Linked DNA regions of Lactuca sativa: region 1 is linked to region 2. Evidence: chromatin contacts called from public Hi-C data. All regions are on one chromosome and are shown on one strand. The core of a region is the stretch at or near the end of the contact, and the rest is flanking DNA. Distances in the headings are between cores, read along the strand shown. Region 1 holds the start of LOC111918953 (coatomer subunit beta'-2). Region 2 holds the start of LOC111878123 (probable sulfate transporter 3.4).

Region 1 (6,674 bases), core at 3,276-5,775, 250 kb after region 2:
TTATGATTTTTACCTGATTAACAAGATGGGTGAACAGATTTTTTCTTAAGGCAACAACAATTCTTTCAGTTGCAGAAGAAAAAAAACCATGTTTGCAATGTTGTGCATATTGAACTGAAAATAAGAAATGAGCAAATGAGTCAAAGTTAAGTTGACTTTAGTTTACAAGAAATTGAGGAATTGAGATTTTGAAATTTTCATACCTAATTATGACAATAAGAAGGATTCCTAGTATGGTTCTATTGACTAGGCTTACTGATTCACCAAATCTTGGCTGAAATGTAATACAAACAAAATTAATTTTCTTGAAAACAAAATTATTTTGAGGGTGATGAAAAGATGTAGACATACAACCAGGATACTTGATGTGGATGTAATAAAAAAACATGATAGTACCACTCATCAGTCTTCCTGCCTCTGGTTTTACCTGTTAAGTGATTAATCAACTTAAAATCTTCACAAACAAAATATAATTCAACATTTGAAAGTGACAAAATGATGAAATAGCATATACTCACCTGAGAGAGAACTCTGAAAAAACTCACATCTGCAGCCTGGATTTTCATATACGAAGTTAGAAAGACCTTAACATGACTTTCACTTAGGCATTATGTCAAACAGTTGGGGGAGTGTAAATTGGAAGTAGAAAGAAACATTAAATTACAGTCATTGTACCTCCAAGCTCAAGATCATTACGTGTCTCTGTCTAATGAAGATGTACCTTTAAAGCTTGATGATGAGGAGAAAAAATTAGAATAGACAATTTAGAAATAAGTGGAGGGAAAATCAGAAACACCGGTGAAAGCTACCGAACCTATTGAATTTGAGACAAACATTCAACGGATGAATGAACATGTCAAGTTAGTACGAAATTCAGGAATCACAAATAGAGTTCATAATTACATGATGAAATCAATTCAAGGTGATTCACGTATTTATTGCTAAGATATAAGACAAATGATGATTGAAAAAGAAAAAAAGTGAGAAATTAAACTCTAATGTAAAATATTATGCAGCTAAACTAAACGTCTAAACCTAACCTAATATATGACTAAAGCAAAGAAAATCAAGAGATTTACCTGAGTCAGAAGGTAACGAACTACTTTTAGATTTTATAGATTTTATGCTGGGGTGTGGCGGTTGCCGGAATCGAAAGCAGCAATGGTGAGTGGTGTCGTCATCTCTGTTTGAACGGAGAGGGTGAGATTAGGTTAACATAACGAAGGGAACTTACTCTATAGTGATAAAGCTGATTTGGGAGGGAAGGAAACTTAAGCAATTTCGTGAAACTAGAATTGGGTTGCGCCAATTCTAGCGAGAGATCGGCGATACTAAAACAAAATGTGCGTCCCCCAAATATAATTTCCACCGGTGTTCTCTCGCTAAACACGTTCCATCTGGAAAAAATGGACAATTCTTCCATCTGTCGCTAAACCCTCGCTTAATGCCTTCAATTTTGACAGATTTGTGAGGGATGGGGGTGTGTCGATAAATGCTTGTGATATCCGTAGCTGATCTTTCACTAAAGACTCTCTAATATGCTAAATGTTGAATAAATAAAATAATTTTTTAAACCATAGTAGTTCTTTTGTAATTCCCTCTCTATAAGCCTAAAATTTGCTAAAATTTTATCCCTCTCTAAATCCATAGCTGAAACTCAAGTTTCTAGTAGTGACATTAATACACATTAATTAATATATTAATAAAATTAATTAATATGACATATAATAGGTGACATTTGAATAAAAAGGAAAAACAAAATAATGACAAGTTTATTAAATAATTCAAAAAAATCCCAAAAAATGACAAGTGTCCAATTGCATGAAAGATTGACATGTGACAAATAGATCTTTATTTATTAGTATAGATTAGTATAAAAGATCGGTTGGACATTAACACCCTATTCCGGAGTTCAACTTAACAAGAGAAAAAGAGGAAATAAATGAAAATGAGAAGAAAGTAAAAAAAAATTGACATAAAAAATTTACCATTTATGATCACTTTCCCTCATAACTTTCCTTCCAATGAAAAAGAACAAAAACTTTAATTTTCCTTTTATTTCTCTACAATGCACATAAATTTTTTTCCTTTCCTTTTCTTTATTTATTTCTTTTTCTCTTCTTACTTTTTTTTCTTTTCTTTTTTGATATTTTTTTTTGTTAAAACTCAGAAACTAGGGGTAACCCCCCAAAAAATATACAATCTATAATTCACTGTAACATAGCTAAAAGGGCAATAGACTTATCAAAATAATTAACTTTTCGGTTAGTTTACATTCGGGTAACTACTTTTATTTATACACATCTAGGTAACAGACTTTTTGGAAATGTTCACATATGACCAATATGAACGGCTGTAAAATGTTACATCCTGTCATAATGGTCATATGTGAACATTTTTAAAAAGTTCGTTACCTGGATGTGTACAAAAAATATAGTTACCCAGATATGAACAAACCGAGAAGTTAATTACCATGATAAATCAATTTCTTTTCTTTTTTATTTTACCTTCTAATTTTGATTTGATATAAAATTTAACATAAATGGTAAATATGTTTAAAACCACACCATTATGGTAAATATCTTTTTAAAATGCACTACTTTGTTAACAAAAATAATCTCTAGATTTGACATGGAAAAAACACATCATCGTTTTATAGAATTTTATTATTTAAGATATTAAATATAGAAATCTAAATTTACTAGAGAATAAAAGTATCAAAATTAGAGACCAATAATATAAAAAAACACAACGTTTGATGAGTTAAAGCTTAGAATGTTGTTAATAGAGTTTCAAGTTTTGATTTGCATTTATAGTTATGGTTTTCAGTTGATATGATTCTCTAATTTTTCTTTCTGGTATTAGTTGTCTTTTCCTATAAGAATTGTGATGCATTGGGTTGTGGTGGTGGAAAATTCGATGAAGAGACAATGGGTTGTGACGTTGGTTTGCCAGAGTTGAAGGATCGAAAAAATAATAGATGATGAAGACGTCGATGTCACTAAAGATGGAAAAGATATAAAAGTTGAGGAGGATGAGAGATGGGATGGTGATTGGTGGGACCAAAATTAAATTTCTCAAATGTGGTTTCAGGTTTAGGCTAAAGGGAGTGACACCTTGTTACGTCATATTTTTGAGTGCCACCTCATTTTCGGACATTTAAGCATTTGGTAAGGAGTGGTAATACTCTTAGCACTCTATTTTTTATATTTTCTTTTTCTTAATTTAATTAAATTACTTTATTTTAATATACAAACATTTTTTACGCACAAATATTAAACAAATTTTATTTTTTTGATTAATTTTTTATTTTGTTAGGAAAATATGAAATCCATCTTGGAAATTTAAGGCAAATGACCATCTCACACCCTTTGATAGATTTTGCACTTAAAAGAAACAAAATAAAAAAAAGTTTAACCACATAAATAGTGACAAAGCTTACTTAAAGCAAAATATCAAAATCCCAAATTTAAAAGATGAATTATCGTGCAAAATCGATGTGAAAATGTGAGAAATAAAGTAACGAGGCTCAGATTGGTTAATAATCAGAGCAAATAGGAATAAACTGCCATGGCTGCAAACATCCCGACTGCTTCAATGGTGGAAATTCCATCACAACCCTCCAGAAATTACCCTGCCAAGACACGGTAAGTCTCAAACTTCGCTCGGTTTATTCAGACAACGAAAAATTCTTCATCATCCCCTCTAATTTAGGGTTTGGGTGTTCAAGGTTGGATGTAGTTTCTTTCTTTTGATTGTTCGAAGAACATGATCAAAAGAAAAACTCATATATTTTATCAGTTTAAGAAAAGAAAAAAGAAGCACAAAGAACCAGACATTCACCCGTCTCCACCAATTAGCTTCCACCCTCACCCTCTCTCTATCACTTCTTGCCAAAATGGTAACGAGGATCGGATAATGACCCCCCTAGCGGGCGCTAGGGGGCGGTGTTTATGGCTCGCTAGCGAGCGTAGCGAGTGGGCTTAGCGTCCCCACTCCGCTTAGCCTTATAGTAAAAAGATACAAATATATGTGGTCTATTAATTTTTTTAAATATATAAAAAACAAATACATAAATAAAAAAAATTAATTAATAAGGGCATAATAGTTTTTGTATATAAGACAGAGACCAAACACACACCAAAATAAACAATAGTGATCAGCCGAGTTAAAAAAATAAATTATGAACAAAACGCGCAAATTACTCCAAACCACATGGACAATTCGTGTAATTTACTATTATCTTTTCGGCTTGTTCACATCTAGGTAACTATTTTTATTTTTACATATCTATGTAACGAATTTTTTGGAAGTGTTCACATATAACCATTATAACCGGATGTAACCTACTATAGCCGGTCATAACGGTCATATGGGAACACTTCCAAAAAATTTGTTACCCAGATAGATTTGTTAAAAAAAATAATTACCCATATATAAATAAACCAAAGTTAATTAACCGAAAAAAAAAAAGACCTTAGAAAATTTTCCTCAAGTTTGGTCGTTGCATTTTGCATTTTGCACCTAAACAAACAAACACACTTCATTTTGTATGTTCAAAACCGCACCCTCTTTGACACTCCCGATTCACAGATGTGCTGTTACGCGACTTGATCTCTATTTCCATTACTCTCCATACCCTAGCACTCACAAAATCTCTCAATTCGGACGGAGATTCGGCGTGCCTTGTTCTCTGTTCGGGTTGTCTGATCGGATCTCTCACTCGGAGCTTAGGGTTCTGTTGTCAGTCATTGATTTATCGATCAAGGCGCTTAATTTAATCTGTAGCAATGGTGAGTCTACAATTCTACTTGATTCGCATTTTTGCTGATTTTGTTTTGGATCCGGTTGATCTAATTCCGTTTGATTGATCATTGATTAAATCACATTAGAGATTAACTTTGGCGTTTGTATGATCTATTTGAGATTTTATTAACGAACTATTGGGATCTGGTGTGCTAACTGAAACTTCATTTCCTTTTGTTTGTGTTTCACTTTGGAACAGCCTCTGAGACTCGAGATCAAGGTACTGCTGATATTCATTTGGAATTGACTCATTGTCGTTATTGTTATTAAGTAAAGACTTGTCTTCATTAGTCGTGCTAATTATGAGTATTTTTGACAGAGGAAACTCGCTCAAAGATCAGAAAGAGTAAAATCCGTGGATCTGCACCCAACGGAGCCATGGTAATTATACTTAGGGCTTAGGGAATATGTGGCTATTATGTACCTAATATTAGGTATAGAACCATAAAAAACTACATCGTTTTAACAAAATGCGATCAAATCTCGCTACCATCTTTCTTGTACTCTCTATTAGACTAGATGATAGGCTTTGTACATATTTTGATGGAGTTTTAAATATTTAATTTCGCAACACAAACCATGTATAAAATACATTATCAACTACCTATAAATATTCATATTCAAATTTAATATAGAAAACTATAATGAAAGATTGAAATTGCTCATTAAAAACTTAATAAACTTCTTCCCATAACACAGTAAAAAGAGCCATGCAAGTATATATATGGTAGGTGTCAAAGAAAGTTATGAAGCCTACTAAAGGTTTATTATAAACAACACATTCGAAATACATAGATGTTGGAGATAAATTATGAATCGGAAATAATATGAGCTCAAAAGCAATAGAAAGAAGCTAACAATGAAAAAACTTGTGTTTTTTTAATCAAAATGAAGTCAATTTTGATGGTTCTATACCTAATATTACATACATGACAGCCACATATTCACTTTTCCCTTATACTTACTCATTATAAATGAACTCTTTTTGGTGACTTGTGTATTTTTATTTTGACTCTGATAGAAATTGCTAGGAGTTTATTTGTAGTATAACTGAATCCCAAGCTTTAGTAGCTAAATCATAGGGAAATTTGTTGTTGAGCAAATACTAGACATTTATGCATCAATAGTCATGGTTCTTTTGTTTTTTTACAGGATCCTAGCAAGTTTGTATTCGGGGACAGTCTGCATCTGGAATTACCAGACCCAGGTATGAGACTAATTTAACAAGTTTTAGGAAGTGAATAATTAAAATGGTTGATATTTTCTAATGGGATTCTGTTGACATCTCTAAAGTCAACATCCATGCATGTTTTCCTTGATGTATATTCCTTCTCAATGGAGTATAAATGCAGTAAAATTCAACTGAGAAACACAAAATTCAAGTTATTTCTCTTATTAGAATAGTAGTCATTGCCTCTTGTGAAGGGATTTATTTCTGTTGCCATGCAATGCAGTCAACTTATTGGCTATAGAAAAATAACTACGAAGAACATATAAGTTTTAACAAGTTACTAGTAGCATTTTAAATTACTGCACTAAATAAATGCTCTGCAGAAAACTACCAGGATATAAATGTCATCTAACTTTGTGCAACTTAGTTATATAGTAGAGAAGGTAGCTGAATAGCTGATCACTGACGATGCCACCAATTATAATAAGAAATTGTTTGTATAGTTATCAAGAAGGAAATAAACATCATAAATGTTGTAAGATGTTAAAACTTTTGTCACTTCATTGATTGGCAAGTAGATAACTGTCTTGAATGGAGCTAAAGAACAAAGCTTACGTAAGAAAAGTAGATAACTCTCATGTTCTTAATTGCAGATTATGGTAAAATCATTTGAGGTGACCGAATTACCAGGTTTGTT
Region 2 (7,333 bases), core at 2,487-4,986:
AACGAGCCCGTGGTGACATAGCAAGATGTGCAAGAACCCGCCATGTTCATCACCCCTATGGCGAGCATCTCCTTATTTCCGTCCACCTGGTAGTCATTCAAAGAGGCAAATGTTCTTCCCACCGCAATTCCTTCCTGTTAATTTAAGTTTCCAGTTAAGGGTTTTGTATTTTTTTTTTTCAAGTGTTGTACAGTACAACCTGATAATGCATCAAACTGAAACTTACTGTTAGAGATAGTATTCCGGTGATGATCCCTGTTTTGATGGCGACCCCGAGAAACTCGCCGTGAAAATACAACATGTTTGATGATGGTGGATTTAATCCCTTTTCCAAGTGACCGATCTATTATCAAAAAAAAAAAAGTTCAACAATCAATTCCACGTGTTTTGATATGAAAAATAGTTAAAGTAATGGATAATGATCCTTACAGTTGCAATCCCATGGAGTTTTGATCTGAATAGAGTGACTAAAAGAGTCGACAGAATCACCGACGCCAATGGTGCTGCAGCTGATATCCAGAACAGCTTCGGTTTTCGTAATCCCTACATTCCTCATGCATTAGCCACTTGTACTATTTATATATTGTAAAAAAGTAAAAACTTGTAGTTGTACTCACAATATGTCTCGTGGCAAGTAAAAACCCCAAGAAGCAAAACCCCATCACAATGGTTTGCCAAGACCACTGCACAAGTATATTAAGAAATAATAACGTTAATAATTTTTATATGTAAATTAGAATTCGATAAAACCATTTTAATCATAACAAATAAAACGTTACATACTTCATTTCTGTGTTGAATGACAGAGGTTAAAACGGGAATTATTTGCATTTTGGTAGTGAAATGAACAATCCCAAGTAGCCCTTTCAGTTGTTGTAAAGATACAATAACAGCTGCCCCAGCCATGAAACCAACAAGGGTCGCTTTCGATAAGAAATCGATAACAAACCCTAACCTGTAAAAATCATCAAATTCTTAATAAAGTAAAATTTAAAAAGTAATTTAAAAAAAAAAAAAAAAAAAAAACCCGACAGTTGTTAAAGAAATTAAATGGAATTTACTTAAAAAGCTATATTTTGAAGAATATGAGTAAATGTCGGGACGCTAGATCTTGGAGTGGACCCAATAAAGTGATTATGAAATTGAAAGGAAAGGAATGTTTTCACTGTTTGAATTATTTCCCACTAATGAATTTATATTGAAAAACTTGAAAGTCAAAAGTGCACACAACCAAAAAACATTTGTATAACCAACCCTTTTTATGTAAAAAGGTCCCACTTCTGATAGTTCACAAAGTATATTCCCTTTTTTGTGCCCACTACATAAAAGTTGAAAAATCTCATTTTCATCATTAAGTAACCAATCTTCACCACTAGTTTTTTATATTTTTTTTTCAACCACACATTGATGTCAAATTTCATGATTAAGTTGGATGCATAATTATAAAGTACCTGAGAAGACCTAAAGTTGCTTGAAAGACACCAGCAAAGAAAGTAGCAGTGAAAGCCAACTTAAGGTAGAGAACTGGATCTTTGTTGTATGGAACTGCTTCGTTTAACATTGTTCCCATGACAAGTGACGCTATTGACACTGGCCCCACTGCTAGATGCTTTGAACTCCCAAGCACAGAGTAGATCAACGGTGGCACAAAGCTCGAGTCTGTTCATTTTTACAAAAAAATATGTCATTTTTACATCAAATCATAAAACGTTTTGTGTTACGAAGATAACATAAATAGATACAAAACTCACATAGCCCGATTATTGGAGGCAAGTTCGCAAGCTTCGCATAACTAATCCCCTGAAAATTATACAAAAAAATTATAATAAGAAACAACACAAATACCTTGTGGGCCCTATGATATGACCTATTTATATTTCGTTTTTATGGTTTTGATGTGACATAACTTCTAAATAGAAGATCCAATCCTGAATTCGAGATGTAATTATAGTTTTGATTTTGACCTTTACTATTAAATTAGTTTGATATATCATGAATTGTTATTTCTTAGTTGATGTGTAAAACATTTATCATGTTCTTAGCTTGGTAATGTGAAAAGAAGTAAGCACCTTTACTTTACTAGAAGAATTCCTAGTAAGCATAATTTTATATAAGTCGCTTTATTTTCTAAAAAAGAATTAGTTGATTTAGAACCACAAATAATCTAAATTAAAGTGAAATTAATGGAATAGAATTTGGTGTACCAAATTTCATGCTTATTTTTGAAGAAGATGGATTGAAAGGAAAGTAATGATGATAACATAATTTTGTTTTTTTGGATTTGAAAGCATATATTCTACATCAAGTGATAACAACTAATATTGATCCAATTAAGGTTTAAAATTAATCACACAATCATCTAATTAATTCGTTACTCAATTATTTCAAACGAAATAGATATATTCTTTAAACGAAATACTTTTGAAAAGATAAGGTCAAAATCTAAGTCAAGATATGGTAAACGGTGAGATTAATTGCTTACATAACTATTTTATAATTAAAAATAAATAAAATTAATTCTACGCTACATTGTTTTTGTAAAAAAAAAAAAAAGTATGCTTGTATTCTTTAAGCTTTCACCTGTGTCCATTAAAAATTATTTTATTAATCCAATCAATAAATACACTTTTATTGCATGTCTGGAAAACTACAAAGTAAACCATCGAAATATAAAATAAAAAATAAAAACAAAACACAAATTTGGCGTTTTAAACATTTTATGTTTGAGTAAATGAATTTTTAAAAACAATTCCTGCTTCTAGTAGTTATTAAATAAATTAATGTATTTTTAAAATATATAAACATAAAAAAAAATGGTTTCTAAGAAGGAAGTAGAATAAGCATTAACAACGTGTAATCTTTGCTATTAAAAGTTTACCTTATAAACTGAAACAAATTACTATATACTGTATTAATTATTATACAAATAACGAAAATTGTTGATGAAGATATGGATATAAATTGATTATAAAAATGAAATTGGTTTTATAATTAATTACACCATAAACCTGAAAATTTGAACAAAAATGACACTACTGTTTGAAGTACTATCAGTAAAGCACAAAGTACAAACCCATGCATGAAGAACCGAACGAACATCACACAAAAGTTGACACACGCAACCAATTTATGAGCAACCCAAACAAATTACAAACATATCACCAGAAAAACCGCACTCACGATATCAGAATCAGAAAAACTCATTTAATGCGACTACCGACTACAATTCTTTTCTCTAACACACACTTTGTATGTAACGGTGTGTGTGAGAGAGTAATTAATGAAGGTGATGAAGATGAAGTGATACCTGAGGAATCGCGAGGCTAGCAATGGTAAGACCGGAAACTACGTCGGAACGGAGGAGTGTAAGATTGTAATTCGGCGCCCATTCGAAGATCGGAAAGAAGTATTGAAGAGCGAGAATCAGTTTTCGAAAACGCGATTGGTTTTTGAATCCATGGAGTGGATCATCGGGGAAGAAGACCTCAGATAACCGATGCCTGAGTTTCTGTAAGGTGGTTTTTTGTGGCGGCAAACAAACATTGTGCAACTCCAGCGACCTCATTGTTTCTCCGGGAACTGTTATCGTCGCCGGAGCAGTTGATGTGAGCCCTTGATTTGCATGACCCGAACCCGAATAGTGATCGACTCGGTTCGAATTGAGGCCCATGTGATTGTGACTGCGTATGCGAGAAGGTGGTGGGAGGGAGAGAGAGTGCAGTTGGTGGTAATTGTGAACCGAAGGGGGTTTCGGGTTTAAATAGGGATGTAGTAAACCAGGGGTAGAATTGGAAAAATGTCATGTCACTCAGGGGTATTTTGGGAAATCAAGGTTACGCTCATTGCTCGTTCTAATACTGTACACTTGTAACACACGCTTATTCAATTTAGCTCTTTTTACACCCTCAATAAACGTTTAAAAAGAGCAAAGTTTCATTTCATATACTATAATCTAAAAATAATAGTGTTAATCTAATCATTTTTGTATAAATACTTTTTATATTATAATTGCACGAAATTCCTATCTATATCCCTAATCAGACATTGTTTTCTCTTCATGTTAAGATGTGGGGATCATACTTGGTTTGGTTTATGAGAAAGTGTTAAATATAAATCGTGTTGATAGAGAAAAGGAAAGCAAAAGACACCGACCAAAAAACCGAAAAAAGTTGTTGATTTTTTACACTTTTGCGCTGGTAATGGATTTTTTTGAGCTTATTCTTAGTTTTTCTTTATAACAGTAACTAATGGTAATGCCACCTGTATTACCGTAGACTTACTAATCTTACTAGGTTATAACACGTATAATATATGGGTATAACTAAAATAATTTTGAAATTAATAATATATTTTCAAAGTTTGAGGGCACTTCATACATATTAGACTAATTGTTAAACACTTACATAAATTAAAATTTCTTTTTCTTTTATCAAACATAAATTATTTTTTATTATTACACTAGTTTATAACATGTGAGAACCATAGTTATGAAATTAATTAAATTTTCATATTGAAAAATCAAAATTATTAATCAATATTTTAAATAGTTATTACTTAAGAGATATATTTTTTTAGTTATATAAAATTATAATCATTGATTTAAATAAATATGTGGAGTTATATCACCTTATAATTTGTATTAATTTTATTTTATTTTTTAATCTAATGTTATTAATTTAATATAATTAGAATGAAAAAATTTAAAATAAAGAATCAGTTATTAATTTAATTTAATTTGAGTGATAAATTTAAAATTTGAAATTTGAAATTGATAGTTAATATGTTGACAAGTGGCATGATAGTTGAAAATTAATATTAATGAAAAATTGTAATACTATGACACTTGTCAATAGGAGAATAAAATTATTCTTTTATTAGAATAGAAAAATATAACTAAAGCCCACATTTTTTAAACTTATAAGGCAACATGCATAAAAAATAAAAATAAACCCCTTTGACTCTAAAATACCCACTTTTGAAATCTCATCCAAAATTCGAAAAGTCCTTGATTTTATATTTGCATAAGATTTCATTCTTGGTTTATTACTGATTTTTAGGGATTTGTATTATCAAGAAAATAGGCAACCAACTTATCTATAGGCTACAATTCGGAAAGTCCTTGTTTTTTTTATGCAAATATAGTTACGAAAATGAAATTTGAAACAGATTTTTTGGTTTAAGCAGAATAATAAGAAAATAGGAATAAAGAAAAATGACACATGGCAATATGGCATTTGAAAAATTGACATGTGACAAAAATTGATTTTGTTTATTAGAGGAGGTAGATATTTTTTTACCGAATACAATGATATAAAAAGTTGGTATGTAAGATTATTTGTGTAATTTAAGAAACCTGACATATTATATTATAACAAATAGAGTAAGTTATAAGATTTGTTTGGCAAAACTAGCTGGTAGGTGATAGCTAGTAATGTTTTGTTAAAAGCTATGTGATATAGTTTTTAAATTTGGAACGTTTCTATAAACTATACGTTAAAAGCTTATAGTATCAAACGACACTTTCTGTTCAAAATGGAGCATTTCATTAAACGTTAGAAGTTCCCAAACGCTCCGTGTCAAACACACTCATAGTCTTGGTCCCTATAGTTATCCATTTTTTAACACTTTTAGTCTTTATATTTCTATTTAAACACCATCGTTCCTTATGATAGGTTGGAGTAACAATCAAGTCCTTGTCTCAATTAGGCTCCATTAAGCCTTTTCTAACAGAGATGTAAAAAGTTGAATTTGCCCTTAAGCCTTATACCCGACATCAACCTCAGAATATGGCAAAATCGCATCCTACTATCTCGACGTGAATCTCTGACGATTTCTTCCTCTACTATCACTGTCAGTTTCGGTTCTAAGTTTGCTTCAAATAGAAACAAATTGGGTGTTAGTGTAACACCCATAATCAGAAATACCAAGAAAGGAAAGGAACCCTTAGTCAAGTGGGGGGGGGTCAACTCGTCGAGTCCAGGGTGGAACTCGACGAGTCCGAGCGGGATCCGGGTCAAAGAGTAAGTGACCGACTCGACGAGTCAGCAAGAGGACTCGGCGAGTCCGGTCTGAAGAGGAAAACCCTAAATCCAGGACTTTGTGCACTTTATAAACATCTCATTCTCTCCCTTAGGGTTCTCTATAGCCTCTCTTATCTAGAACACGAAACTCTAAGCCTCCATTTTAGCACATTCAAGCTTTCTTGCCATTTTGGGTGATTTGAAGGAAGAAGGAGGAAGGGAACCTTTGGTGATTCAAGTATTGGCTTTAGATCCTGAATTGGTGGGGCTTTTTAGAGCATTAAGAGGTAAGAAGTCGTTACCTTCACTCTTTTGCTTAAAGTGTTACCTTTGTTATGAGATTTGGGGCTTTTATGGCATGATTAAGATCCATTTTGAGTTGGAAGTCCAGATCTGAAGTTGCTACTTCAGATCTAAGTGTGTTTCGGCCTAGAGAACCATAAAGTATCAGTCTTGGGGGTGTTGGTGAAGCATGCTTGTCTAGAACCCTAGCCCTAGAGTGTTTTGGGCTTTTAGCTTCTTGGTTTCATGTAAAGTTTGCAACTTTACGTGGGGGATAGACTGTAGAAGAGTGGATTTATGGTTTGGAGCCCCTGCATGGCTCGAAAAGCCACTGTATGGATTAAGAACTGAAGCTACTCGGCGAGTCACATGGGTGGACTCGATGAGTTGGATGAAGATAGGCAGGGACTCGCGCGAGTTGGAAGAACAACTCGGCGAGTCTGTTGAATATTGCCATGGACTCGACGAGTCTGTTCTTGGACTCGACGAGTTAGATCGCAGAACCCTAACCTCTTCTGGTTAAGGCTTAGATCGGTGAGTTGGGCAGGATGGGACTCAGAGATCGTTGAACTCGACGAGTCTTGGGGGTGACTCGGCGAGTTGAGTCGTTTTATGGGAGTTTCTGAATTCATGTACTCGACGAGTCTTGGGGTGACTCGGCGAGTAGAGCCAACCAAGAGGGTTGACTTTGACCAGGACATTGACTTTGGCAAGAGTAGGACTTAGACGGCTTCTAAGAGTTTTGTTTGGATCTAAGTGTTATGTATATTGATATTGGTAGCTCGGGGAGCTAGTGGAGCAGCGGTTCAGAGAATTGTCGGTCAGCAGCCAGAGGGTTATCAGCAAGTTCAGCAGTGCAGGTGAGTTTCCCTTTGTGTGAATGGGTCTAAGGCCATAATGCCGGCCCATGTAGATCATGTAGATATGAGTAGGAAGACCCAGGGGTTAGCCCTAGGCACTGTATGCCAGTATGATATTTAGGACCAAAGTCCATTGATAGTGGGCGGGTGCCCAAGGAATGGTTTGCATGA

The links. A called contact is a pair of places that touch in the nucleus more often than the background predicts.
Region 1: a Hi-C map of leaf shows a contact between it and region 2, with 7 times the contacts expected there. The contact joins the promoter of LOC111918953 here to the promoter of LOC111878123 in region 2. A contact is called at or near these places in 2 of 4 Hi-C or Micro-C datasets (bud and leaf).

The regions. Positions count from the first base shown.
Region 1 is chr4:187,389,134-187,395,807 of Lsat_Salinas_v11, forward strand. It overlaps LOC111918953 (coatomer subunit beta'-2), which reads left to right and starts at 4,526. Exons shown (of 26, transcript XM_042901246.1): 1 at 4,526-4,793; 2 at 5,006-5,026; 3 at 5,126-5,187; 4 at 5,959-6,013; 5 at 6,631-6,667. The coding sequence starts at 4,791. LOC122194488 (a long non-coding RNA gene) reads right to left here and starts at 1,520. Exons shown (of 3, transcript XR_006190766.2): 1 at 1,080-1,520; 2 at 676-729; 3 at 517-554.
Region 2 is chr4:187,135,919-187,143,251 of Lsat_Salinas_v11, forward strand. LOC111878123 (probable sulfate transporter 3.4) reads right to left here and starts at 3,737. Exons shown (of 10, transcript XM_023874631.3): 1 at 3,308-3,737; 2 at 1,752-1,800; 3 at 1,452-1,659; 4 at 784-955; 5 at 618-683; 6 at 430-543; 7 at 227-343; 8 at 1-134. The coding sequence starts at 3,670.